Linked DNA regions of Mus musculus: regions 1, 3, 4 and 5 are each linked to region 2. A link is a contact called in public Hi-C and HiChIP or PLAC-seq data. All regions are on one chromosome and are shown on one strand. Each heading gives the region's core, a stretch centred on a gene start, on an enhancer-like site or on the middle of the called end of the contact. The rest is flanking DNA. Distances are from core to core; before and after follow the strand shown.

What was found. Hi-C and Micro-C count contacts between places; a contact is called where the count stands out from the background. HiChIP or PLAC-seq counts read pairs in DNA pulled down with a chosen protein or histone mark.
Region 1: a Hi-C map of cerebellar granule neurons shows a contact between it and region 2, with 4 times the contacts expected there. The contact joins the enhancer-like site here to the promoter of Gabrb2 in region 2. A contact is called at or near these places in 3 of 39 promoter capture datasets (liver and pre-B cells), 3 of 484 Hi-C or Micro-C datasets (cerebellar granule neurons and cerebellum) and 1 of 9 other capture datasets (embryonic stem cells).
Region 3: an H3K27ac HiChIP or PLAC-seq map of VIP interneurons shows a contact between it and region 2, with 5 times the contacts expected there. The contact joins the promoter of Atp10b here to the promoter of Gabrb2 in region 2. A contact is called at or near these places in 3 of 39 promoter capture datasets (the C10 cell line, hippocampal neurons and stem cell-derived epiblast-like cells), 3 of 484 Hi-C or Micro-C datasets (cerebellar granule neurons, cerebellum and cerebral cortex) and 1 of 115 datasets of contacts at active chromatin or transcription factors (VIP interneurons).
Region 4: a contact with region 2 is called in an H3K27ac HiChIP or PLAC-seq map of SST interneurons, with 4 times the contacts expected there. The contact joins the enhancer-like site here to the promoter of Gabrb2 in region 2. A contact is called at or near these places in 4 of 39 promoter capture datasets (the C10 cell line, the SN4741 cell line, hippocampal neurons and 1 more), 2 of 115 datasets of contacts at active chromatin or transcription factors (SST interneurons and forebrain) and 1 of 9 other capture datasets (embryonic stem cells).
Region 5: a Hi-C map of cerebral cortex shows a contact between it and region 2, with 5 times the contacts expected there. The contact joins the enhancer-like site here to the promoter of Gabrb2 in region 2. A contact is called at or near these places in 4 of 39 promoter capture datasets (embryonic stem cells, hippocampal neurons and stem cell-derived epiblast-like cells), 2 of 484 Hi-C or Micro-C datasets (brain and cerebral cortex) and 4 of 115 datasets of contacts at active chromatin or transcription factors (VIP interneurons, embryonic forebrain, forebrain and 1 more).

Annotation. Positions count from the first base shown.
Region 1 is chr11:41,595,479-41,600,357 of GRCm38.p6, forward strand. No RefSeq gene overlaps it. Among named protein-coding and RNA genes, the nearest start is that of A230004M16Rik, 110 kb to the right of the region's middle. Within about 2 kb of position 3,108, at least 6 of the 459 cell types and tissues checked have an H3K27ac peak or open chromatin away from gene starts, as enhancers often do. A contact at or near this core is called in cerebellar granule neurons and cerebellum, where this site is marked.
Region 2 is chr11:42,417,063-42,422,144 of GRCm38.p6, forward strand. Gabrb2 (gamma-aminobutyric acid (GABA) A receptor, subunit beta 2) reads left to right here and starts at 3,712. Exons shown (of 9, transcript NM_001362647.2): 1 at 3,712-4,364; 2 at 4,490-4,581. The coding sequence starts at 4,288. Gm34591 (a long non-coding RNA gene) reads right to left here and starts at 4,153. Exons shown (of 3, transcript XR_388590.4): 1 at 3,974-4,153.
Region 3 is chr11:43,147,954-43,153,190 of GRCm38.p6, forward strand. Atp10b (ATPase, class V, type 10B) reads left to right here and starts at 1,924. Exons shown (of 23, transcript NM_176999.3): 1 at 1,924-1,999; 2 at 3,639-3,936. The coding sequence starts at 3,662.
Region 4 is chr11:43,213,768-43,219,226 of GRCm38.p6, forward strand. It overlaps Atp10b (ATPase, class V, type 10B), which reads left to right. Exons shown (of 23, transcript NM_176999.3): 12 at 2,183-2,783; 13 at 5,138-5,247. The region is part of intron 2 of Gm12146 (a long non-coding RNA gene); the gene reads right to left. Among named protein-coding and RNA genes, the nearest start is that of Gm12146, 7.9 kb to the right of the region's middle. Within about 2 kb of position 3,489, at least 42 of the 459 cell types and tissues checked have an H3K27ac peak or open chromatin away from gene starts, as enhancers often do. A contact at or near this core is called in SST interneurons, where this site is marked.
Region 5 is chr11:43,095,184-43,100,716 of GRCm38.p6, forward strand. It overlaps a transcript of Atp10b not described here. Among named protein-coding and RNA genes, the nearest start is that of Atp10b, 52 kb to the right of the region's middle. Within about 2 kb of position 3,803, at least 18 of the 459 cell types and tissues checked have an H3K27ac peak or open chromatin away from gene starts, as enhancers often do. A contact at or near this core is called in VIP interneurons, brain, cerebral cortex and 1 more, where this site is marked.

The DNA of each region.
Region 1 (4,879 bases), core at 1,858-4,357, 820 kb before region 2:
AAACACACCCTAACTAGACTCCAAGCATATAACTTCAGCTATAAAATACTGTAGAGTTAAAACCATTATTAGTAAATAATTAGAGAAAAATATATAAGTATATTCAAATATTCTGCTTTGTTTAAATATTTTATCTGATTTCCAAACTCTTAGGTTTCTTTAAAAGTCTAATAAAGATGTAAAGCAAAAGGACTGTGTTGGCAAAACTAAGAGCCATAAAAATAGCTTTTATAATTGAGAAAGAAGACAAGAATCATAACAAAAAAATGTGTGAATCGCAAATACCACTTTCTCCCATTTCACTCAAGAACCTTACAGAAGCCTTCTGAGTAAGACTAATTGGTATCCCCATCGTAGGAGCTGAGCCGTGTTTGTGGCGTGCTCACCAGTGCACCAAACTGCAGTGCCACACAGCTGCTTTATCTTACAAATAATCACAGATATGAGCACATACAAGCCAAGGGAAAAGTCCTTCCATATAAAAGCCAGAAGATACAGTTTTGTATGCAGGCCAATTTACATTTGGCTCAAAAAGCACAGTCCCATGTTGCGTTTATATATTTACAAACATATAAATATAACGTAAACAAACACACACATATATATTCACAATCGTATAGATATATACTATATATGTGTACCAACAATGAACACAAAAAGAGGTTATGACTTTGAAAAAGGGTAAGGAGGGGTATGTGAGAGGATATTGAGGATGGAAAGGGAAGCAGGAATTATACAGTTATAACCTCAAAAGTAAAAGATAAATTTTAAAAGTCATATTTGAGGGCCAAGAAGTGAGAGTGGGGGGAGGGAAGTGGGGGGAGGGCATGGGGGGACTTTTGGGATAGCATTGGAAATGTAAATGAAGAAAATACCTAATATAAAAAAAAATCTTATTTGACTGAGATTGCTAGTGCCTATAGGCCCTGTGTAAGCAAATATTTTAGAGGACATCAGCGTTAGAATTAGGCCTAACGAGACAGGCTTGTCATCTCAGCTACCAAGAAGACTGAAGTAGGAGATTCGTAATTTAAGGCCACCCCAAGCTACAGAATAATTTGAAGGCTCAGGAGACCATGTAGTTGTACAGCAATAAGAGTAAAGATAAATTCATTTTTATCTGAGACCTCACACTAGCCTCATAAACAATGTGTGGTGAAAATATGTGCAGCAAAATAAAATACAAAGTACATATGAAAACATACTGTCAGTAAAAATATTAAAAAAATAAACAGCAACCTATGGTTGTGGTAACAATATGCATTTATCATATTACAATTCTCAAGCTGTAAAAACCTACAGACAAGGAGTTTAATAGGCCTACTCTCCTCAAACAAGCTCTGATGGAGTGCTTGGGTTTCTAGATTTGGGAGGTTGCACAAATCTTTACATCACAGCCTCTCCTCTTCCCAATCTCCGCCCCATCACCACTTCCTGTTTTGAATTTGACATGCTGCTTTCCTAACAAATTGGACCCACCTGGTCATTCAGCCATAACCCAGCACTTCAAATCCTTCCTTTAATGCCATCAGTAAAACCCTCATTATCCTGTGGGTAACAGAGTCATAGGCTAGGGAGGACACTATATTCTGGGAGGTGATGGACACTAATTCTGCAAAAATAAGATTCTCAATGTTTAGATACCAGAATGACAACCTTCCTCTGTTTGTAATTTTATTGTTTGTTTCTATCAGTGCCATGCATTCCCATCAGTCTACAGCTTTGATCCTTATTGACTTCCCATCAGTTAAAATGGTGAGCATCTACAATATTGCCATTCCATGTCCTTCCTCTTGTCTTTCCAAGATCTTTTGGATGGTATACATGTAAACATTTATCTTACTATCACTTTGCTTATTGAAGGCCCATGTGCAGCAAGCTAGAGAGATGGCACAGCACTTGAGAACCATTGCTAATCTTACAAGGGACAGGAATTTGGATCTGAACATTCCTATCCTGTGGTCCACAACTATCTGTAACTTCAACTCCCTCTTTTTGCCTCCACTGGTTCTCATGTGCACATGGGCATACACATAAATCAAACAAAGTAAAATGTAAAAACTGCCACCTCCTTACACTTCCTTTTGTGGTACCCTTTCATTCTGTACCCGTTTCACATAAATTTATAGGATTCATAGATTTATTAATAAAAGGTTTCAGATTGTTTCTCAGGAGTTGAGTATATGCCATGCTTAGGATTTACAAAGTAATTGGTATAGAATATAAAATTATGACTATGCTCAATTATAATATTCAAGACCCTATCTATGTCTACTAAATATTAAAGAAAAATATAGACATGTAGGGGCCTTTCTGGAGAGGTGATTCAGAGGTTAAAATCTCTTACTGTTCTTATAGAAAACCTGAGTTTGATTCCCAGCATGTAGATCTTGCATCCCACAACCCTCTATAATTTCAGTTCTAGAGAACCTAGGACTCTGGCCTGGGCAGGCACCTGCACTCACATGCACTTACCAACTATGAGACAAATATTAAAAATAAATGAATTCCTTAAAACAAAAAGGAGTGACTGAAATTTCATTTTAGTACTGTATACTTTAAAATAAATAAGAATATGGACTCTCTTAGAACCCTAGTGAATGTTCAGTGCCCTGGGCTTGAAATTTAAGTCACAAATATATCTAATTGGATTATAAAAATCCTAATCTGAAGTTGTACTTCAAGAGAAGAGTGTTTTGAATTTCCATTCTTCTCCAAAGAGTATTCAAAGTGCTTTGATTCCTTTGAATTATTTAACATAAAGTATATTTAATATAATATGTAAATGACATAATAATATATATGTTAAATAGTGTATGTAATAACCCTAATAATTAAAACCCCTCCAGTTTTAGGGAGGCAGAAATTGAGATACAGGCATGTTTAGTGCCTTGCTCAGTTTCACAAACCAGTAGATCTGATTCCTGAAAAAAAAAAAAAAAAAAAAAAAAAAAACTTGGCATTGGTGAATTTAATCTCTGTCCCTGTGACAAAACTGCTTTGAATTAATTATTGTGTAACTGGCAGTGATCTTTAGCTTCTGTTCTCTCTGTCTGTGGTCATCTTCAAAGTCAGCAGCGTGTTGGACTGACTGAATCTTTCTGTCTTATCAGATACTGTCACATACGCCTGAACACGGTCAGGGGTGTGACTTATGACGCCTACTGGCTGTAAGTAAGACCAAATATCGTTCCTGACACTTCCTGAAAGAACTGCCTTTCAGATGTCTCCGTCATGGGGGATGAAGGGACTTGCCAATTGGCTAACAAGCAGTCTTTGAGGCCTATGCTAGGTAATAATGTCACAGGAGAAACTTTTCAATCACCTTTACATGGAACAATAAAATAGCAGCAACTTGTATAATACATCATCCCACTGAAAGGATCACTCAGAAAAAGCAGTGCTATTCAACTGGAAAGTGCTGCATAAATAAAGTCCCTTTGCATGATTGGAAATTCTTTACTTACCATGAGCAAATAATTAGAACTCTGTCTGAATGGTTATTGGTTTGATATCCAAATATTCATTTTCATACTGCAGGTCCCGCAAGCCATTTCACTATGACCTGTAATGGCAAATTTCTAGAGCAGTGCTATATTCTATAAATATACTTCACAGAGTTAGAATGAAGCAAGATTATGAACATTTGGCTCCTTGAGAAAGAGCCAAGTGATCCATCTGGTCTACTGGGGTTCTTCCTAAGAAATCTCAAGGGAAAGTCCTTTAATGTGTGGTTTCCTGTTACTTCCATGGCCAAGAAATTAGGCCACCCCTCTACAGGCAGCAGTGTTTTAACAGCATGATTCCTGGAACCATGAAATACTAGACAAGAGTTTCAACAGAGAAAGAGGCAACTGCACCCATAGATGGTAGTGTTCTCATCCCAGAGATGAGAGTAATGACATCTTGCTCCTTAGTCTGTTGTAAGGATCAAGTATTATGTTGTAATAATCAATATTATGATGGAATGAATAAGAATAAATAATCCTATGTATCAAACCTTTCACTGACCTGTTGTTATGAACACTATGAAAAAGCATTCAAGAAAATGCTAGATAAATATAGGAATATCGTGATTCATGAAGGTGCTTCTAGGGCATGGGGTGGGTAAGAGAATGAAATTTATAACCATATTTATCTCTTTTATATTTCATAATGTCACTCTCACTGATCTCTCCAAACTCAAACTTGAGAAAACAGTACATAATCAGAGCATACTTCTAGTATAGGAGGCTTCCATTCACAGAGATTAGGGTAGATTTTAATCAATGCTGAGTTATAATAAAGGGAATTTTAGTTTGATGTAAGAAAGAATTTCCTGACTAAAATTACAGGGTAAACTTCCCAAAAGAGATATTGAATTACTAAGGAGCTTAAACGTAAGCTTAAATATTCCTCTGATAGTATAACACTGAATTTAAATTAAAATTTAGGGCTTTAGTTATGTTTCTTTATCATATTAGTATGCATTGATTGGAATGATCTTTTGGTTCAGTAATAGTTAACTTAGACTCAAAACATTATCCGCATGACAAAACCATAACTCCTGCATGAAACATGAGGGAAGGATGAAAGAGAAAGATTGAAAGATAAAAGGAAGAAAAGGAATGATACATTAATGAAACAAGAGAAATTGAAAAGTGATTGGAAAGAGAAGAGAAAGAAAAATGGATGTAGCAAGGGAAAGAAGGAAGGAAGGAAGGAAAAAGGAAGAAAGGAAGGAAGGATAAGGGAATAAATATGAAGTTTTTTTACTACAGAATGCATGCTCTGGAGGTCTGGCTGGGTGGGTGGGGGGTGGTGAAAATATTCTCCTGGAGACAAGGAGGAGGAATGGGATGAGGAAATGTTGGAGGGAAGACCAGAGGGAGATAATGAC
Region 2 (5,082 bases), core at 2,462-4,961:
AGTTGAAAGTAGCAGTCATGCATGTGTCCTCTCCTGTAGAGTGGGCCTCAAATATGCTCTCAGGGTTTTTGGTCAGTCCATAACAGTTGTGCAGCTATTGTACAAGCTAGCTCCTCTTGCCTGATTAGTTGGCATTGGAGCTCCTACGGTTCATGGCTGCCTGTATGACACCTCTATGTACTGTTGGAATTAACCAACAGGAAAGGCAGTTTTTGTTTAGTTCCAGCCCAAGGATAGCTTACCTTTCAAATTTCATGATGTGAATCGTTTCTTCAGTTACAAGTTTTACCTACAGCCTCAGAGTGAGTAAGCATTAAACATTAGAGACCATTTCATTTTCATGTGTTCAGCTTGCAATTATTTCTATGATCATCATTTGCCATATTAGAATATACATTCCAAGAGGGTGAGGGGCATATCTGTCTTCAGATGATTGTGGTCATTGCTGATCAAATAACATTTATCCATAATGATGAATAAATAGTACACAAAGAGAAGAGTGATAGACAGTGGATGGTTGTTGCTACTTCACATCTACATACTAGAGACTCAGAGATGACTATAAAACCAAGCTCTCCATGGGTCCATATAACTTCAGATTAAGGAGATTTTTTTTTTCCTTTTCCAGTTTTGTATTTTCTTAAGTAGCTATACCAGCAGATCTTCCCGAGAGTCTCAGGAGTACGATCTATTTTAGGCATGCCCATCTTACGTCTTATAACTAGAATAAGTGTATTTTTAATATTAGTCCCTGGAGTCAAGGATAAGAGATGTCCCCGGGAGCTACCACATAGAGGCAAATGGTCTCCTTCCCTCTTCTGACATTCTGTTTTCTCATCCTTCAAAAGGCTCTTTTGATTTTCTCCAAATGGCTGCTCTTTTATTCTCCTCAGGCAAATTTATAATAATTGCATCCGATCTGTGTTCTTCCAGTCTTTAAAGATGACTGCCACTCCACATTGTTTGCTTTTGTATCCATTCATTAAAGACTGCTAATATGTGCTAATCACATGACAAATGCTACTCAAGTGATTACATCATTCAGCATTAACCCAATGGAGAAAACGGTATTAACATTTATCTAGACTTAGATAAATAAAGGAGACCACAGTTTAGAAGCATCAGTGTCTTGCAGCTATTTCTAGGTGTCTGAGAAGACCCATTCTTAATAGATTTTCAATATGCACTTATTTAATCATTTAATGCATTACTATTATTATTTTGGATGGATGTGAGAGAATTTTGTGATTTATTTTGTTTCCTGAATTTCATACTTTCAGCCCAAACTAGAAAACCTTCCTGAACGTGATGGATGGATAAGAGGATTAATTAATAGAAAGAAGTCTGTATTTGGAGATGTTTTTTTGGAGATAAAGGAATTTTCTAAGACTTGATCAAATTATTGGCTAACTACTTTGGGAATCTTTTGGTTATTGAAACATATTTTTCTCTTTTCATTACATTGGTCTTGAATGTTACTATTACTGTAAGAGCAAAGAAAAGGAAGTCAGCAAAAGGTGCCTCTGCCCCACACCAGTGTGTGCGTGTGTGTGCGTGTGTGCGCGTGTGCGTGCGTGCGCGTGCGTGAGTGTGTGTGTGTGTGTGTGTGTGTGTGTGTGTGTGTGTGTGTGCGCGTGTGCGTGTGTGTGTGTGTGCGTGTGCGTGTGTGTGTGTGTTTGTGTGCGTGTGTGTGCGCGCGCATTCTCATGTAAGCCTCCAGCCTTGCAGATAGTCCTGCAGTGATGCATCTGCTCTGTGTTTATGGTGCTATGTTTTACCTGTCTTTAACCTAGAAACTTCCCCAGATTATTTCCCTTTGGTTTGTCTTCTGCCCTAGGGAAACTATCAGATTCCTGCTGGCAACCATCCCTTCTCCACAGTTCCCTTGGAGTCACCTCTCTAAACTGCCCCAGAATAATAACTCTTAATTTCCTGAGATGCGCGCAAGGGGATGGAAGTGGGGGTAGGGGTGTCTTGTACTATGTGGGTCAAAAGGGGAAGCTGAACGTGGTCACAGTGGAGACTAAAAAGCCTTCAGTTGGAATCTTGTAGCACCAAGCTAGCTGCGATCCCTGGGGATCTGGTCTCTGCTCTCACCAGAGAGACCTGCTGGACCACCAGTCTGTTGTAATCTGTGAGCTTTCCCATCCCACAGGCGCAGTGGGCGCTTGGAGGTCCCCCGCGTGGCAGCAGAGAGCTAGCAGAGTGTGAGGTTCTGAACTTTAAGAGTTGAGGTAGTCTAGTCTAAGGGTTAGAAACACTGCTTTATAAGCACAACTCACTTTCCACCCTTCTCCACAGAAATGACCTTGGACATGTTCCTCCGATCGATGTGCTAGTTTCTAAACCCGTAAAATGGGGTCACTAAGGAGTCAACTTTGAGCTAATATTGCTTTAAGCGCGGCTTTCTGCACATGGTAGGGACTCTCGGTAAATGACAAGGCTCAGTAGTAGATTTAGGTTGGATACTGGGGTCCAGGACCCAGTGTTGAGTTCTGCCTTTCTACCTCTTCATCAAAGAGTGCCAGGGTAGTTGATGCACCTGCTGTACTCCCTCCCTGTCTTCAGGATAAAACGAGGAACACGACTCTAGGGCATCCCAGTCCCGGTGCTCTCGGCATCCTCTTCCCCCCCCCCCCCCCGCAACTCCTCCCCTCCTCCAGCGAGCCCCAAGCAGAGGAAATGATTTTTCCTATGAAATGAGTCTGGATCTGGTGTCCGTGTTGAGCCTGGAGCTGGAGGGAAGGGGGCAGCCTTGGGTCCCCTTGGGCTAGGAAAGGGATGAGGGAAAATTGTGGTGTGTAGATAGGTGATTTGGTGGCTCAAACGGTCTCGGGGTTCCTTCATTGTGCCTGTCTTCTGTGAACCACTGGGTTTGGACGCAGAGGTGCAGCTTCAACTGTCCAGAGCAGAGCGGCAGTGGTGCAGCTCCGTTGGGCCACAGTAGTGGGCGGCGAGCTCCTGCTGGTGAGGTAAGGAGTGGTGGGTGGCAAGGACTGTGAATGCACGTGTCTCGTGTGTGTCTGTGTGTGTGTGTGTGTGTGTGTGTGTGTGTGTGTGTGTGTGTGTGCGCGCGCGCGCGCGCGCGGTGCGCGTGCGTCCGCGAGGCGTGGGGGGCCAGAGGAGCGCATCCCACCCCGCAACCCGCCCTCGCACTGGATGCCTTTTGGCCCCGCACCTGTGCTGGAACGCCTGTCACCCTCTGTCCCTCACGCCCCCACTTCTTTTGTTCTTCAGTCACACACACACACCTCATCCTGACCACTTATAATTTCCTAGTGCAGAGTCAGACCCAAACCCAGAGAAGCCTTTGCCTGACTGCTCCCCTCGCCCCCTCCCCCTCCTGCTATAAATAGCTGGACTAGCGGGTCAGGAGCGTCACAGCGCCAGAAACCAGGACCCCGAGGTTTTCTTCCCAGGGAACAGGGGGCAAAGGGGGAGCAGGAGGAAGAGAAAGAAATCACTCGTGAGTAGTGAAGAAAAAGCTCGCCCCTTGACTCCCAGGAAAAACGAGCATCTTTGGATTCCTGTATCCTTCCCCTTTCTTCTCAAAGCCATTCCGATTCTTTCATATTCACAGTCCACTCCCCACCCCCACCCCCCCTCGCTCAAAATCCAACGTTTGCTCAGCACTCCTCCCATTGGTTTTTTTTCTCCTCCTCGGACTCTGGTTCCCACTGCTCCCCTCCCCACCCCTAGCGCTCCCACCCCACCCCCACCTCCTCCGCTTGTCCCAGGCAGGGGATTGCTATTCTTAAGGAAATAAAGTTCAACTCCTTGCCCCTTTCAACTGGCTTAGACCGGGAGGAGAAGGGTTTCAGGAACCAATCTTCCTCCCTACACCCTACTCCTATTTTTCTTTTTAATATTTAAGGGGACACACACACACACTCTCTCTCTCTCTCTCTCTCTCCCTCTCTCTAAAATCCCACCACGTCGTGAGGTGCAACTACCTCCTAGAACAGAAACTTACCAGACGCTCTGGTTGCTTTTGTCTTAAAGAAAGAAAGAAAAAAAACCAACGAAGATTTTACTCTGGATGCATTTCTGGGGTAGTAGTTTAATATTATTCAAACATGTACATATTACACATATATATGCTTCTTTTCCTTTTTCCCCTTTAATTTTTTTAAACAAGGAAATCTCGGTCCCCGGCAGCCGCCGCTGCCCCTTTGATGTTTTGGTACGCCGTGCGCATGCGCTCCACATTAGAATTACTGCACTGGGCAGACTAAGTTGGATCTCCTCTCTTCAGTGAATCCCTCAATCCCACCAGAACCTAAAGGGATGTGGAGAGTCCGGAAAAGGGGCTACTTTGGGATTTGGTCATTTCCCTTAATAATCGCCGCTGTCTGTGCTCAGAGGTAAGTGTCCCTTTCCTTTCTCACTTGTCAGGGCTCTGTCTGCATACCTCTCTGTGAGCAGGGCTGTTGAAGATGCCGTGCTGTCTTCTTTATTCATTCCTGGTTATTGTCATTTTTTTCTTTAGTGTCAATGACCCTAGTAATATGTCGCTGGTTAAAGAGACGGTGGACAGACTGTTGAAAGGCTATGACATTCGTCTGAGACCAGATTTTGGAGGTAATGGGATTGCCTTGCAAATAAGAAACAGCCCAGCTCCAGCCCAAGCTGTCTTTTGGGCTTTGTGTGCACTCTCTTTCCTCTCCTTAGTTGTGGGCGCATGTGATGTATAGAATGTTTTCCTATTTTACCTTGCTGAGAAACAGATCCAAACTTAAGCCAGTTTCTGTCCAGCACTTGAGAGGTCTTTCAAGAAGACCCCCTTAGAGTGTGACCAGACTTTGTAACCGCTCTCGTTCTCCTTCACCGTGATACATCTTTGTTCCCAGTCTGAGGTTTCTTGAGATACAAACCTCTTAAGTTTAGTTAACAGTGTGCCCAGCCGGGGATGTCTTATAATGTGAGTATTTTTGAGGACACAGTGTGCAGGCGGTTGGCTGAGAGGTGGCTTCAACTCTCTGTGCCCATCTACTTTAGAAGAGTTCTGGCCATGGTTTAAAGTGGCTCATGTCGGGATTCCACCCAGCCCTATATGCGAATGGCATAGGGGAGAAGGGGTTC
Region 3 (5,237 bases), core at 674-3,173, 730 kb after region 2:
TCACTTTTGCCTTGTGTTTGCAGATTTTTGGCTCTGCTATTGGCAGTTTTTACTGACACTTTGTCTGTGACAGACGTTTCCCTAGAATCAGAAAAAGAAAGCTCCAGCCATGATTCACTCTTGTTCATCTCTGAGGATTGTGGGAGCAGAAGAGATCCTTATTAACTCCTTTGCTTGTTAATAAGGATGATTTGGTTGAGTCAACACCAGAGCTTGTCTGGGTATGTCAGCTGATGGCCAGATGTTCTCTCCCGATAGGAACTTGGCTCGGACAACAATTTGCCCACGCAACTGTTCCAAACAACAGTTAGGTGATTATCAAAAATTGAGAAAGGTCTTGCTGGATCATTGGTTCCAAGAATAAATGAGAACACTCAGAGATGCTAAAACAAGAGAGAGGAACTGTCTCAGGTTACTAATTTGCTGGGAGCCCTTGGCATTAAAGGAACTAGATCTCCTGATCAGGATGTGGGGAGACAGTAGGTACCAATAAATAAGTCCGAATTTCCTGGATATGTAGCCTATCACTTCTTTATACTGTAACTGCAATTGCTGCCAACTACAGACACTTGGCTATGTACCTGTGTTCTGGGTTAAATATTAACTGATTGCTGAGGCCAAGTGGATTATGGGTTACCAGAAAAAAGCAGGGATTGAGGAAGAGAAGGAAGGGAAAAGTACAGTGTGCACATTATTTGCAAATGTAGGAGGTCCTTAAAAGAGGTTGTTCATAAAAAAATTAATATAAAACTTTTCAGCTGTGGAAAAAAAATAGATATGGGAATAGAGGTAAACTGAGCTGTCTCCGTGCCAGAGTGTATGAACTGCTCTTCTCCGTCCAAGTCTTTCACAGACTCCATACATCCTCCTTCAGGTTCTAAAACCACTAGAGCTGGGCCCCAGCCTCTCTTCTTCCTATTCTGATGGATAGGAAGCAAAAAGAGAAGATTACACAGGCTGAGGCCAAAACAAGTCACAGCCCAGAGACTTACGTTATCTGCAAAGAGGCTTGGCCTCCTACTTTTCACCACCCCACAATAATACTGTCACAGTGCAAATGCATCAAGCCGGAGCCGGAGCCATCGGTGCCCAGGCATCCCTCAGAACAGTGCTTCCCAGTCTTCTGAATGCTGCATTTATTTAATACAACTCCTATATTATGGAGCACAAATTGTTTGTTTCATTGCTACTTTATAGCTATAACCTTGCTTCTGTTATAAATCATAATGTTAATATTTTTGGAATCAGAGGTTTGACAAAGGAGTTACAGCCCACAGGTTGAGAACTGCTACCCTAGACATGTCTTAATCCAAATATAGTAACAATCAAATCAGCCATCTAGGAAGAATATCTTCTTGGCCAGGCACTCAGGTGTGAGATATACCAAATGGAATTATAATCCCCAAGACAAAGATGATAGAAAAGACCAGCTTACATTTATGATACAAGCAGTGGTCACCACAGCCTAGTCACTGCATGTCCAGGTGTCCTTGAAAAGTATCTTTCTGCGCTGTTCCACTTTCCATTCTCATTGAAATACCAGCAACAGCAACAACAAACAGAAAGATAGAAAGAAAAAGGAGAGAGACACAGAGACACAGAGACGCAGAGAGAGAGAACCTATAAAACCTACTAGGCTGCCATTCAAATTGTTGTATAGTTGATAATGACATTGAACTGCTAGTCCTCCTGCCTGTCTCCTGAGTGCTGGGATTATGGACGAATGCCCTCTATACCAGGTTGTGATGGTTTGTATATGCTCAGCCCAGGGAGTGGCACTGTTAGAGGGTGTAGCCCTGTTTGAGTAGGTGTAGCCTTGTAGGAGTAGGTATGTCAGTGTGGATGTGGGCTTAAAAACCCCATCCTAGCTGCCTGGAAGCCAGTATTCTCCTAACACCCTTCAGATGAAGATGTAGAACTCTCAGCTCCTCCTGCACCAGGCCTGCCTGGATGCTGTCATTCTCCTGCCTTGGTGATAATGAACTGAACCTCTAAACCTGTAAGCCAGCCCCAATTAAATGTTGTCCTTTATAATATTTGCCTTGGCCATGGTGTCTGTTCACCGCAGTAAAACCTTAACTAAGGAATAGGTTTATGTTTGGTGGAACCCAATGCCTCTTGCTTTTTGTACTCTGCCTACAAGCTATGTCCCCAGACCCATCCATTTGATGTCCTGCTCTGAAATTTTGTAAGGTTAAAATGTTCATAGCCAAAGAAATCCTAAAGACTAAAGAACTCTTGGTAATGGAATCCATGTGACATGGAAATTGAAGGAGGCAACTCTGGAGGGAGAAGGAGTGGACCAGAAGGGGGAAGTACATAGGGCATGCAGAGAGAGAGTGGGTGGAGCAATTAAAACAAAGCATGTTGACATATATGGATAAAAATGTTATAATAAAACCCATTACATAGTATGCTAACTTTTTAACTTAATTTAATTTAATTTTTGGTTCTTGGTTTTTCAAGACAGGATTTCTCTGTGTAGGCTTGGTTATCTTTGAACTCTCTCTTTAAATCAGGCTGGCTTTGAACTCACAGAGATCCTCCTGCCTCTCTCTCTCAAGTGCTAGAACTAAAAGTGTCTACCACCACCGTCCAGCCATATGTTAACTAATTTTTTTAAAAATTCAATTAAAAAGTATTTAAAATATAAACATTTCTCATTTTGTCTTAAAATATGTCAACACAATTTTATGTACTTCCCAATTTGTTCCTCTCAAATTTGTTCCTACATGGATAGTATTAGGAATATGATTATTCTTCCAGAGGACCTAGGTTCAATCCTCACACTCACATAGTGACTAACAACTGTCTGTAAGTTTAGTTCCAGGACATCCAATAACCTCTTCTGGCCTCTTCAGGCACCAGACACATAAATGGTACACAGACAAATATGCTGGTAAAATACATATCTATACATATACATTAAAAATTTAAATTAACCACATGAGCAAAGGATGGTAAAAATAGCTTTCTTCATTTTTTAAAAGCCAATTCATTATTTTAAAGGTTTCTTTATTTTTATATCATGTGTCTATATGTACATGCTTGAATGTATATATGTATGTATGTATATGATGTGTATACCTAGTACCTACAGAGCCCAGAAGAGACTATCAGATCCCCTGAAACTGGATTTGCATGTAATTGGCAGCCATCTGATGGCTGGGAACTGAACTCACCTGGGTTCTCTGTAAGAACTGCACTCTTAAGCACTAAGCCATCTCTCTAGCCCCTCTTTCTTCTTTTTATGTTGAAGATGAACAAGGTGAATGGAGAACGTTTACTGTTAAGAATGAGCCAAATTTAGCCTCCTAGCATCCCATCTTTGCAGACCACAATTTGGCTTTTCCATGACATCATCAACCATGTCATCAACAACTGCCACACTGACACCATCACTTGCTTTCACAATGCTGATCCTTGTGGTAGTTGTATAATTTTTTTTTATTGTTTACTTAATGTATCTGACCTTAAAACAGATGCATCGCAGGAACTTTTTCTATTTTTCTAAGATTGAACTCTACATGTACAAAAGAAGAGATGCCATGTTGTATTATCCTCCTTACCATAGTGACTTCTTGTGTTCACATTCCACTCAGCTCTCCTGATCACAGCAACTTCCTGTGTGTTTGCAGACTATTGTCACCTGATCCCAGAAATGACTTGCTCTCTTGACTTTTCTTGGCTCCGATGGAAATGGCGAACCCAAGATGGCTTCTCCCAATCTCCATCAGAAACCACACCACTGCTTTCTCCAGAGACAGACAGACAGAGCCACAACACAGCAGAGCAGCGGGTCGTATACCCCAACAACAGCATGTGTCACCAGGACTGGAAGAAGGTCTGCAGGAGGTACCCAGGCAACAGCATCTGTACAACCAAGTACACTCTCCTCACCTTCCTGCCCCAGAATCTCTTTGAGCAGTTTCATAGGTATGCAGCTGGGTCTCCCAACAATATATACCATGGCCTAGCATTGCTGCTGAGATGATGCAGTTCTCTTTGATATCCAAATGTACATATGGAACAAGCTCCTCTCATTTATCAAGTGTTGACTTATCACATCATGTGTTTGCGTAGTAAACATATATGGAAAGAAGAGACTGAACTCATTGTTTGCCCCATTTAGTGAAGGAGATACATTAATTTTTAAATTGCCAAATTGACTTAATTCTATAACTAGAAAAAAAAATACTTGCAAAGAAAGGTATGTGGTACTTTACAGTGTGAATTTGGTAAACAGAGCAATGTCAGCCAAGACTCCCTTGAAGAAGTAACAATTCAGACATGACTGGATGAAAAGATAAAGAGACACCCTCGGTAGATAACTCACTGAGGGGTAAATATTCACTGAGCCAAATATGAGGACTAGACTGTTCAGATCCCCAGAACCTCTGTATAATCTGGGCAAGTGGGAAGTTATCTGCCTGTAGACCCAGATCTTAGGAGACAGAGAGAGACAAGGGAGCCCCGGAGTGAAATTGCCTTGTTTAGATCAGTGAAATCAATGAGCTCTGAGTCAAGTAAGAGACCCTCCTCATTAATAAAGTAGAGAGTGATTGAGGGAGACTCCAAGCATCAACATCTGGCATGCACACATGTACACATGCACATGTATTAACTATAAATCAAATATTACCTTAAAATCCCAAGATTTGTTAAAATTTGTAACTAACATTGACGACTGTTATGCTTCAGAACCCTTTTGTGTATGCAAAACCAATTTTTATATCACATAACATTTATTAAAAGCCCTTTAAAGTAGATAGGGTAATATGATGTCCTCTTTGCACAAAAGAGAACAAATGTAGGCAGGTCAGTGAACTAGGAAAGCAGCGGAAACAAGGCTAGCAAGATGGTTCAGATGGTAAAGGTGATCACTACCAAGACTGATGCCCTGAGATCAGTCCCTAGGACCCATGGTTAGAAGTTGAGAATCCATTCCCACAAGTTGTCTTCTGACCTCCACATTCACATCATGGCAAAAGGCATGTGTGCTCACACACACATACACACATACACACACACACACACACACACACACACACACACACACACACACACAAAGAGAGAGAGAGAGAGAGAGAGAATAGATTAATGTTATTTTTAAAAAAGCTATAGCATTTACTCTAATGCCTTTACTTTTTTACTTGAATTCACAGTGAAAGAGATGTTTGAGTTGGGTAAGAGCCAATAACTAGGAAGAAACTGGAAGAGTATATTTTTCTCCTCCA
Region 4 (5,459 bases), core at 2,239-4,738, 800 kb after region 2:
CAAGCAGCTCTAAGGAGAGCAAGTAAGGATGTGGGCACAATGAAGAGAAGCAGATCTGGAGACTCAAGGGTAGTGAAGAACAGCCTGATGTGAGTAGCTGGTGATACCACCTGGGACCATGGTGGGGTCCTGACCTGTGGCACCACTGGGGGCCATGTCTGGGTCCATGACCCTGCAACAGCAAGGGTCTGTTGCCACCAAAGGTCAGGTGGGCATCCTTGGTCTGCTCCATGGGGACATGTTATATCTGAGAGCTGAAGAACTGGCTCACTCCTTGATTGGGCATCTTGGAAGAGCTAGCCTTGGCGTCATGAGAGCAAGAAAACTGTCCCTGCCTCTCAGCAGCAGCAGCACTTGGAAGACCAGACTCTGCACCTCATGTGGGTAGCATGGTAGAGTTGAACCTGATGGTGGGGGTACAGATGAGCTGGCCCTGCTATTTTTGTCTGCTGTGCAGTAACATGGAGAGGGAGAGATGAACCCTCTTGCCCCTTGCCATCTATGGCAGACAGAAGACCTGGTCATCAGAGTGGGAAATCTAACCCTAGCCCTCACCAGCTGCAGCACTTGGGAGAACAGGCTCTGCACCTCACCTGGGTAGCACAGTAGAACTGGCCCTGAGTGTGGGGGTTACAGGTGAGTCAGTCCCAAGGACTTGAGTGTAGGAGAGCCAGCCCTACCTCTCCTCTGCTATTCAGTGGTGTCAGAGAGGGAGAGGTCTTCTCCCCTCCCTTTTACCTTTAACACTGGTGTTGAACAGGAGAGTTGACCCCAATGGGGTCTTGAAAACAGAAGAGCTGATCCTGTTCCTCACTTGAACATCTCAGTAGAGCTGGCCCTGGTGTGGCAGTTGAGGGTGAGCCAGATTCAAGGGTGTGTGTGTGGGAGAGCCGTCCCTGCCTCTTGTCTTCTGGGTGACGGCACGGATGAGGGAGAGATGCCCTACTTCCCTCACCATCTATGGTAGTCAGGAGAGCTGAACCCTGGATGACAAGGGTGGTAGAGCCAGCCAAGTCCCATTCATGGCCCAGATCCAGGGCTTTGAATTGGCCTGCCTCATCATCTCCATTAATGAACTGATAGAGTGCATGAAGGGGCCAGTCCTACAAATCTGAAACTACAGGATCTCCATGGAACAGGACAACAACAGGCTATCCAAGAGGAGTCCAAGTGAGGTTCCGGTATTGACAGAGTAGCAGAAACCAGAGGCTTTATTCCAAACCAAGTCATTGCAATGAGCATTTCCAAGCAAAGTAGTGTGGACAAGATAGTACAGTGTGAGACACACTGTGACACACTATACTTTTCACAATGGGATTTTGTTTTCTCTGTTGTGGAGGAGCATGCAAGGGTGGAGGATGGATATGAGGAAAGGGGAAAACGAGTAGGATTAGGTTGCATGAGGTGGGACCCACAAAGAACCAATAAAAAGTTTTAAAAAAAATAATGATTTGGAGCAACTTGTGGCTATAAAACCAAAAAAACAGGATTCACTAGACTATAACTTCCTCTCATTATGCCAAGATTTCAAACCACCCAGAAAAATCACCTCATGATCACACACTTTCCGTGATATATAGGAGACAGAAAGCATTAACTGAACAAGCAACTATTTTTGAGAAGTACTATTTTGGGAAAGCTAGCATCCAACTTCAGTTTTCAAGTTAATGAGAAGGCTGGCACTAGCTCATAGCTCCAAGCTAATTGCTGGACCCAAACTCAGAACTGAATCCCAACTCTATTACCAAAACACTGAGGTATCATGGCAAATCTATTCAACATCTGGGTGCCTGGCTTCCATACCCATAGATTTTCAGGGAAAAAAATGAATGTGATGATTCACACAGAGAGAAAGCAGCTTACCATGCACTGAACTGAGAGAAAGAGTACTGTAGAGAGTCTCATTTTCACCCCTATGTTTCTTTCCACCATGACCAGAGTGGGATGTTTGGAAACTATACACCTAGAAGGTCAGGTACAGAAGGAAACATCTGAGCTAACACCTTCTTTGTACAGGTGGGTAGGCTGAGATCCACAGAACACAGGGTCTTTCTATGACCATGCTACAGGTCTATGACCACAGAAGACCCAAATAATGCTCTGATTGCAAAATGACTTCTTATTCTGCATAAGACAGCTCACATGCTTAGAGTGATGTTGCACTTTCTTTACTCAACCACAGGTTACCACTCCACCAGCCAACAAGGCTCTAGGGACATCCTTGGAGAAGATTCAACAGCTCTTCCAAAGGCTGAAGCTTTTGAGTCTCAGTCAATCATTCTCATCCACGGCCCCCTCTGACACAGATCTAGGAGAGAGTCTGGGACCCAACTTGCCCACCATAGACTCCGATGAGAAAGATGACACGTCCGTGTGTAGCGGTGACTGTTCCACTGACGGTGGCTACCGGAGCAGCACATGGGAGCAGGGTGACATCCTGGGGTCTGAATCAGGCACTTCTCTGGAGGAGGGGCTGGAGGCACCAACTCTCAGCCAAGATGAACCAGAGCTGTGCTACGAGGCTGAAAGCCCTGATGAAGCAGCCCTAGTGCATGCTGCCCGTGCCTACAGTTTCACACTAGTGTCTAGGACACCTGAGCAGGTGACTGTGCGTCTGCCCCAGGGCATCTGCCTCACCTTTGACCTCCTTTTCACGCTGGGCTTTGACTCTGTCCGGAAGAGAATGTCAGTAGTGGTGAGGCACCCACTGACTGATGAAATAATCGTCTACACCAAGGGTGCTGACTCAGTCATCATGGACCTGCTGGAAGATCCAGCCTGTGGTGAGTTCCCACCATGGGGCCCGGGAACACAAGGGCTATAGTCCTAGGGGCAATGTGTAATGGTGACAAGGAACCCAAGTTAAAAGTCACTTACTCTAACATTGCAATGGACCCAAGCCCATGAGATAGTCTCAAAACAAGATCCTTAGAACACACTGAATTTTCCACCACCTTGACTTATGGAAGTGGGGTGTTCATTAATGCATTCAAGACTCTGTAGAGTCTTTTATAAGAGAAGCTATTTTACCTTCACATTTTCCAGTTTCCAGGTTTCTACACTCATTAAAATATTCATTAGCCATACCCATATCCAGGCTTCTTTCTACCAAAACATCCATTAGTCACATCCTAGAGCACACTGTGGTCCCTCAAGTGTCCCTCTTTATTATCATTTTCCCCAGTGCCCACCCCCACCAAGATGGATTTTTCATAAACTTGCATGGGGCCAAAAAAAAAAAAAAAAAAAAAAAAAAAGCTCCAAAGTCCCTATGTATCAGTGTCCAATTTTAGAGAAGCATGAATTGGTGTGCAGCCGCATTCTGATTGCTAACAAGGAGAAGACAGTGATAGGGGTATGATTCTCCCAGGATAGTGGCTCCCAGCCAAGCTTCAGAATTGCCCAGGCAGCCCAGAGCCTCCAGCCTTATCAGCTGTGGATCGCAGCCAAGAGGTTCATGGGGACTGATTAGTGTTTAGAATGAGAAGGGAGCTAATTAGTTCTCTTCATCCCCAGACTCTGGCAGATGAGTGCTTCTGAGCTGAGGAAGCCACAGCACTCTGGGCAAGAGCCACGTTGCCCTGGAGATGTTTGTTTATTCCTTCTTCACCTGATTGCAGAAATGGATTGGAGATGCTGCGAATAAAAACCACAATAGCAGTGTCACTGCCTTAAGAAAGAGACAATGCTTTGAAAGGGAAGGAAGAAATAAGATCAGGTTTAGTGTATTTGTGATGTTTGATCATCCAGTTTGACTCTGGGGTTCCTGAAAACCTGGTGTGGGAAAACCCAAGGGCTCACAAGGGTGAGCTTCAAAAGGGATGATTTTGAAGATAAGATATTGCAGTGTTCAATTAGGCATTGATTACATAAAGCCTGGACTTAGGTCATTTGATCAATGAGGAAGTAATATCTGAAAAGATGTTTATATTGTATAAAGATATACTTATTGGACTTCCTTGTACTTAGTGAGACCAGTATTAGAAACTATATTTTTAGCTTGGCATTGTATGAAGGAATGGGTGTGGCGTTCAAATTCTCTTCACTCCTGAGGATCTCTCTAAAACCTCTGCCCAGCACTAGTAAGGGATTCTAAAGGCTTCATTGCTCAGACTTACAGATTTATAGATGACTGATGCCTACCACAGCTTAGATGAACAAAGGGCAGGATCCGGTCCTGTGCCTTCCCACCAGCCCAGTCCTGAACTATTTTTATTGTCTAATAGAAAAAAAATAAATGATCTTGAAAAGAAATAAGCTATGTGGAACTTTAACACAGGGATTTTTTTTTTTAAGATTTATTTATTTATTATATGTAAGTACACTGTAGCTGTCTTCAGACACTCCAGAAGAGGGAGTCAGATCTTGTTACGGATGGTTGTGAGCCACCATGTGGTTGCTGGGATTTGAACTCCTGACCTTTGGAAGAGCAGTCGGGTGCTCTTACCCACTGAGCCATCTCACCAGCCCCAACACAGGGATTTTTGAACAAGGGAGTGAGGTATTTTTCACACTAAAGTTACAGGAAATGCAAAAGCTATTTTTTTCTAACACCATCCTTCGTCTTGAAAGAAAGCCTAAGTCAGCAAACCCAATGCGCTAAAGAAGTCCACTAATGAGATCCAGGTTTGCAGCTGTCTTGGAACTGAGCTTGACAAGAGCTAAAGTAGATGACAGGGCGGATGATGGGTTGTCTAAGTTTCAGAGAATAGTTTGCAAAGTTGGGTGGCTCTCCAAGCAAGGCTGGCTACTGAAAATATACCTTGAGTATCAAGACTGAAATTCCTAGCCCCCAACCCTCCACCTAACAATAGCGTTGCATTAACTTTCTAGGCAGTTGTCTTGTAAGCAGGTTTAGTTGAACAATTTCTTAGATTACCTCCCTTCCTTAAGTAGCACTTTTTCCAGCCAGGCTTTTGAAGAAAAGCTCTAAGAAGCAAACACTGTGAGGACTCATAGAATTATCATTTTCCAAGGCAGTCTGTCATCAAAAGACCTCTTCCATGTTCCTAGGGAGGGCTAGAAAGGGGACTCCTCTTTTATGGCTGATGTAGTTAACTGGAAAGACTCCAGGGAGTTGACGGTGAAACTCCCTGAGCATTTGCCTATGGCTTCATGAGAAACAACTATTTGACAGAGAGTAATATTGATGTGGAAAAGAAGCTGAAGAGAATCCGAGCCAGGACCCAAAAACATCTGGACTTGTATGCAAGAGATGGCCTTCGAACCCTGTGCATCGCTAAGAAGGTGAGAAATGATGCCTGCTCCAGATGTTTGCAGTAACTGAATTGCTTTCGACCTCTTTCAGTGTGTGTGTGTGTGTGTGTGTGTGTGTCTGTGTGTGTGTGTGAGTGTGTGTGTGTCTGTGTGTGTGTGTGTGTGTGTGTGTCTGTGTGTGTGTGTGTGTCTTTGTGTGTCTCTGTGTGTGTCTGTGTGTGTGTGAATGTGTGTGTGTGAGT
Region 5 (5,533 bases), core at 2,553-5,052, 680 kb after region 2:
GTTATTGATTCCTCAGGTTCAAGTGGGGAACTTCATCTTTTTGAACCTCTTTATTTTTTAAAACAGAGGATTACATTAGTGCTGAGATCACTGTGCCAGGAGGAGCATATGAAATTACAGCAGCAATAACAAACTCCCTGACCACATGGATACAGACTCCACACACAGAGCCTCCCAGAATATTATCCCATGCTTAAATTTCTACCCCCATTAAAGTATTGTTATAAACATTTATGTCATGGCTACTGTATAGATACTGAAGCAAAATAATTGTTGATAAGACCAACATCTCTCCCACAAGAGCACTAGACGAGTAGGATGAGTAAGATGTTCTCTTACTCTAGAGCTATAAAAAGGAAATCCTTCAGACCAGGTGATTTGTAAAGAATAGAAGTTGATTTATCTCCCAGTTGTAGAAGTCCCAAGGGTCTCACAGCATTTGATGAGCATCTATCTTCTTTCCTTCCTGTGAGGACCTTGTAACAGAAAGTGAAATGTTAGTGAGTGGTTCTGGAAGAAGAGGAAGGAAGAGATAACCTGGTTTGATAGCTGTTTCTCTGATAACTAATCTCTTGAGTTCTTCTAGTGGGAACAAGTCATATTCAAACTAGAACATAGATACTGGATTACAAATAAGCAGACCAGGATTCCCTCATGGAGCCTGTCATCATCTGCCTCTGTGACTTTTGACAGACCATTTCCCCTCTCAGAACTTCAAGCTTACCCACCATGTCCCTCTCATAACATTAGCAAATGAGAAACTTTCCAGAGAAATATAAATGCTCGAGAGATGTAAGGAAACTAACCAGTTCCTTTTGCTTCTATCAAAAAGTAGGGACATGCCCTGCCCCCAGAGTCTGAGTTGACTCCAGGGTGTCCTTATTTTCTTGCATGTACAAATTCCTCGCTGTGCAGCAATATATTTTTCCTTTTACTTGAAAACTGGAAAGAAGGTTGCCCTAGTTAGAGTGAAGAAATGGCTGTGAACAGCTGTCTTTCACTCCTACCCATACAACCAATTAGAGAGGCTGCACACTAATCCCAGGCCCCAGAGAATCTTCTCCTCGTCTTTATGCAAATGAGCTGTGTTTAGAGAATTCTAGAGTGGTTGTATCTCACGACTTAGTTCATCCAAGACAAAAATCTGCGCCATGTAACATGGGGTTACACTCACTGTTCCTCCTCAGGAGCATGTGCCTGCACACAGTACACGTACAGACATCCAGACTTCTCTTCAAGCCTTATGAAGCTCCAGAGTGAACATGTGAAGTAAGATGGACCATTGTGACCAGTAGCAAAAAGTTTTCAAGATTGTATAAGAGCACTAGATAATTGAAAAATAGTCCTTTGGGCTGTTAGATATCTAACAGATAGTAGGATAAATTCTCATATCTTGCTCATTAAAGAAAAAGAGACATTTTTCCTCTCTATGAAAGAAAGTGAAAGAACTAGACCATTATCAGTTACCATGGCAACTGAAATTCACTACATGCTTAGTTCATCCTGTCACTATTGAAGACATGAGGGAGGAAAAAGTAAAACTAAGCTTTTCGGGGTTTTTTGTTTTTGTCAAATATTTAAAAGTGACAGTTCATGGCATGACCCTAAAACACCTTTATAAGAGTGAAAGGAAGACAGGATAACATGAGAGAGGAGGATAAAGGGACAGCACTTGGCCTAAAACATTCAAATAAGAATGTTTCAGATGAACCAATTGTGGCTGACGGGGTCGATGTCAAGCAAATTGAAGGAAAGAAAGGAAAGCAATAAATATTTATCGTCTACCACACACTCCCAGTGCTATGCTTCAAAATGTCATGCTGTGGCCTCTCAGAGCTCTGTATATGGAAGAGAAAAGATGGCAAGCAAGCAATGTCCATCAAAATGACCAAAGCGTATGCATAATGGGTGCAGGCTGCCAGGATGCTGTCCTAGATGTTCACATGGATATATATGGCTGAAGATTTCCCAAGAAATCATCAATGTTGGCATCTGAAGAATGTGTAGGGTCAACTGGGTGAAAACTCTGGGTCTACCTGGTTAAGAGACTGCATATGCAGAGGCCTTGGGGGAAGAAGCCTGGCATTTGAAGTTCATGGTGTCTAGAGTTGAATGTGAGCAAACTTAAGGTGGTAGAAAGCTCAGTCACAAGTTTCCAGGGGGCTAAAATGAGATGCTGTCCTACTAGGGCACATTTAAGAATATAAAATATATCTAGAATAGAGTGAGGAGCCATTCAACTATTAGAAAGCAGTTTGTGGCAAAGTCATGCCAGCAGCAGAATGGAGGATGGTTCTGGAACCAAACAGAAATAAAGGAAACCTCTGGGGCTAAATCTGGGTGATAGATTAGATAAAAACTAAATGGCTTCAGGGCTAAATGGATATGAGTTCTGGATCTTTAGTGGACCTAGAACCAACAGCACTTATTAACATTCTGCTGGCATGACTTTGCCACAAACTGTCTTCTAACATTTGAATGGCTCCTCACTATATTCTAGATATATTTATGCAAGAGGGCTGGGTATATGGGTCATTCCGCAAGTTCTTACCACACAAGCAGAAGGACCTGAGTTTGGTTCCCTAGCACTCATGTAAAACTCCTAGGTAGTATGGCTGCATGTAACCATAATCCTAGCCACAGGGAAGAGGAGGCAGGCAGATCCTTGGGCCTTGCTGGCCAGCTAATCTAGATAAATCTGTGAACCCCAGATTCAACTCATAAAGTAATGGAGATAGTTTGATTTATAAAAGATATGAGAGAGAAAAAGAGAGGGGGGAAGGAAGTAAGAAAGGAAGGAAGGAAGGAAGGAAGGAAGAAAGGAAGGAAGGACATACTTCACAGTCAACCTTTGCACTAAACACATATACATACATACATACATACATACATATGCATACATACACACATGCATACATACATACAAAGGTCCTTCTCTGTATTGGAGGGCTAATTGTGCCAACAGTAGGCTTTATCTAGTAAATGGTAATGAAGAATTATTAAAATAAGGCTAAGGGAAGACTTGTAGAAACAGAGTTTAGGAGCATAGTATTGAAATGACAGCTTGATTATACAGAGAGAAGAAACTAACCCCAGTTGCTTCTTGCTGCTAGGAGCATTTCCTCAGAGCATTCTTGATTGTCCTCTAGGAGGACACTGAGGTCTAAGAAGACTGAAATCAATCATAGATCTAAAACCGCCATGTGTTACTTCTCTAACATGAATCTTGCACCTTCCATATGTCAACCTTCCAAGTAAGTAAAGTAGCCTTGAACACAGTCCCGAAATATGGCTACTCTTTCATATGCAGTCCAAGAAGCACCAAAGTAACCCAGATTTGGGTTCATTCTACCTAACTCAGTGCATGGTGTCAAGATAAATCATTCAACTTCTGAGGGTATCTGTCTAGGCATCTGTAAAGCACATGATGTAGTAAGAGTTAGAGATTATTTATACAAGGGGCCAAATGCAGGGCCAAGGCCAGAGTAGGCACTCACTTGGCAGAGATCATTTAATGGGAAATCCATCAACCCTGCTAACTTCAAATATTCTATCAATTAACATGGCTAACGAATATTCTCCTATAATCCTGGGAGAAGCATGTAAGCTCCCTGGCTATGAAATCTCAAGCTTGAGAAAGGATAGGGAAAGTCCTACGTATGATTCTGGTCCTGATGCTGCTTAGAAAATTCAGGCTGAGTCACTTGGGATGATTATCTAGATGGTTCTCCTACTTTGCAGAGCACTTTTGCAGAAGCCAGGTCGTTGGGCGGGGCACCCCCTCTCTGCAGGCAGCAGAGGCAGGAGGCAAGAGAATCAGAGAGCTCTTGGTTTGTGCTATACTGCCAGCGCTTTTTCTTTGTACTGAGCGACTGTGTGAAGGGTGGATGAAGGGTATTTGGTTTTAATTGGGAAATGCTATCAATTGTCCTAGGCTCATTTAAAAATCCATTAGTATCAGGAAGTGGACAGATTAAGCAATGAGGAAAGGAAAAGAAAAAAGCTGTCAGTACCCTGCTTTGTAGGGAACATACAGTCTGTCTAAGCTTCACCAGTGAGGGCTGCTGCTGAATGCTAAGAAGCTGCAAAAGTCAATTTCAAGAGGCTGGGAAGGGAGAGTAGGTGTCTGGGCCAATTCATATGAAGTCCTAAGCAAGCTTGTTGTTCTCACAGCTTCCGAAGATGATATTGCCAAGATCCACACTACATATGTCAGACCCTTGCAGCTGTTTCCGGCAGCATGGTGGCTGAGCCATCCAGCTGTAAGCCACTCAACACCTGCAGATAGCTTTCCCTTTGTTCCCTCCTTACTTAGCAAGTTCTGAACCAGGCTGTCTACCCTTTTGTGCCTGGAGGAATGGCAGTCTGGAGACAACACACAGGCTGTAGAAATGTGCTGGAAGATGAACGAGAGAGGAGGAAAGAAGGGAAGATCATAACTTGGAAGAAGGCTTAGCCATGCAAGCAAGAGGACCTGAGTTCAAACCCCAGAACCATGTTAAAAAGCTGGGTGTGGTGGTGTATTTTTGGAATCCTAATGCTGCTGAGATGGAGACAAGTAGACCCCTGGAGCTCTCTAGCTGACTAGTCAGCCTAGAATAATCAACAAGCTCCATAAAAGTTAAAGATACTCTCTTCTAAAACGAGATATGGGTTTATTAAGTAAGATACTTGAAGTTGAACTCAGACTTTCAGATTCAAACACATGCACACATGTGCACACATACACAAGATAAATGAAGGTACGGAAACAACTGGAAAGGATGAATAGGAGGGCTATGTGTTCATTTTGTAGCATTTATATAATAAAGCAGCACAAATGAGATGTATTAACAGAAATAGATTCTCTTGGGCTACGTAGGCTAGAAATCGGAAATCAAGGTGTCAATGGGACTAGGCTCCTTGCTCTTCCAGCTGTGCTGAGGTAGATGCCTTTTGCTGGGGTACCAAGCATCACTCTCATGTTTGTCTCTGCCTTCTCATGGCCATGTCCCTTCTCTTCCTATGACCATCTATTCCAGTAGTGCTCAACTTTCCTAATGCTGTGACCCTTCAATAGTTCCCCACGTTGTCATGACACCCAACCACAAAATTGTTTTCATTGCTACTTCATAACTACAAGTTTGCTAGGGTTATGAGTCGTAGTGTAAATATCTATGTTTTCTAACGGTTTTGTTGTTGTTGTTGTTGTTGTTGTTTGGGTTTGGGGGTTTGTTGTTGTTGTTGTTGTTGTTTTTGAGACAGGGTTTCTCTGTATAGCTCCGGCTGTCCTGGAACTCACTTTGTAGACCAGGCTGGCCTCGAACTCAAGAAATCTGCCTGCTTCTGCCTCCCAAGTGCTGGGATTAAAGGCATGCGCCACCACTGCCCGGCGCCTACCCCTGTGAAAGGGTTATTCAGCACTCAAAGGGGTCATGACTTACAGGTTGAAAAACATTGCTCTGCTCTTTTTATAAAGGCACATTACACTGGGTTAGAGTCTACCTCAATCCTTCATCTTAACTTGATTACATTTTCAAAGTTCCTTTCCAAA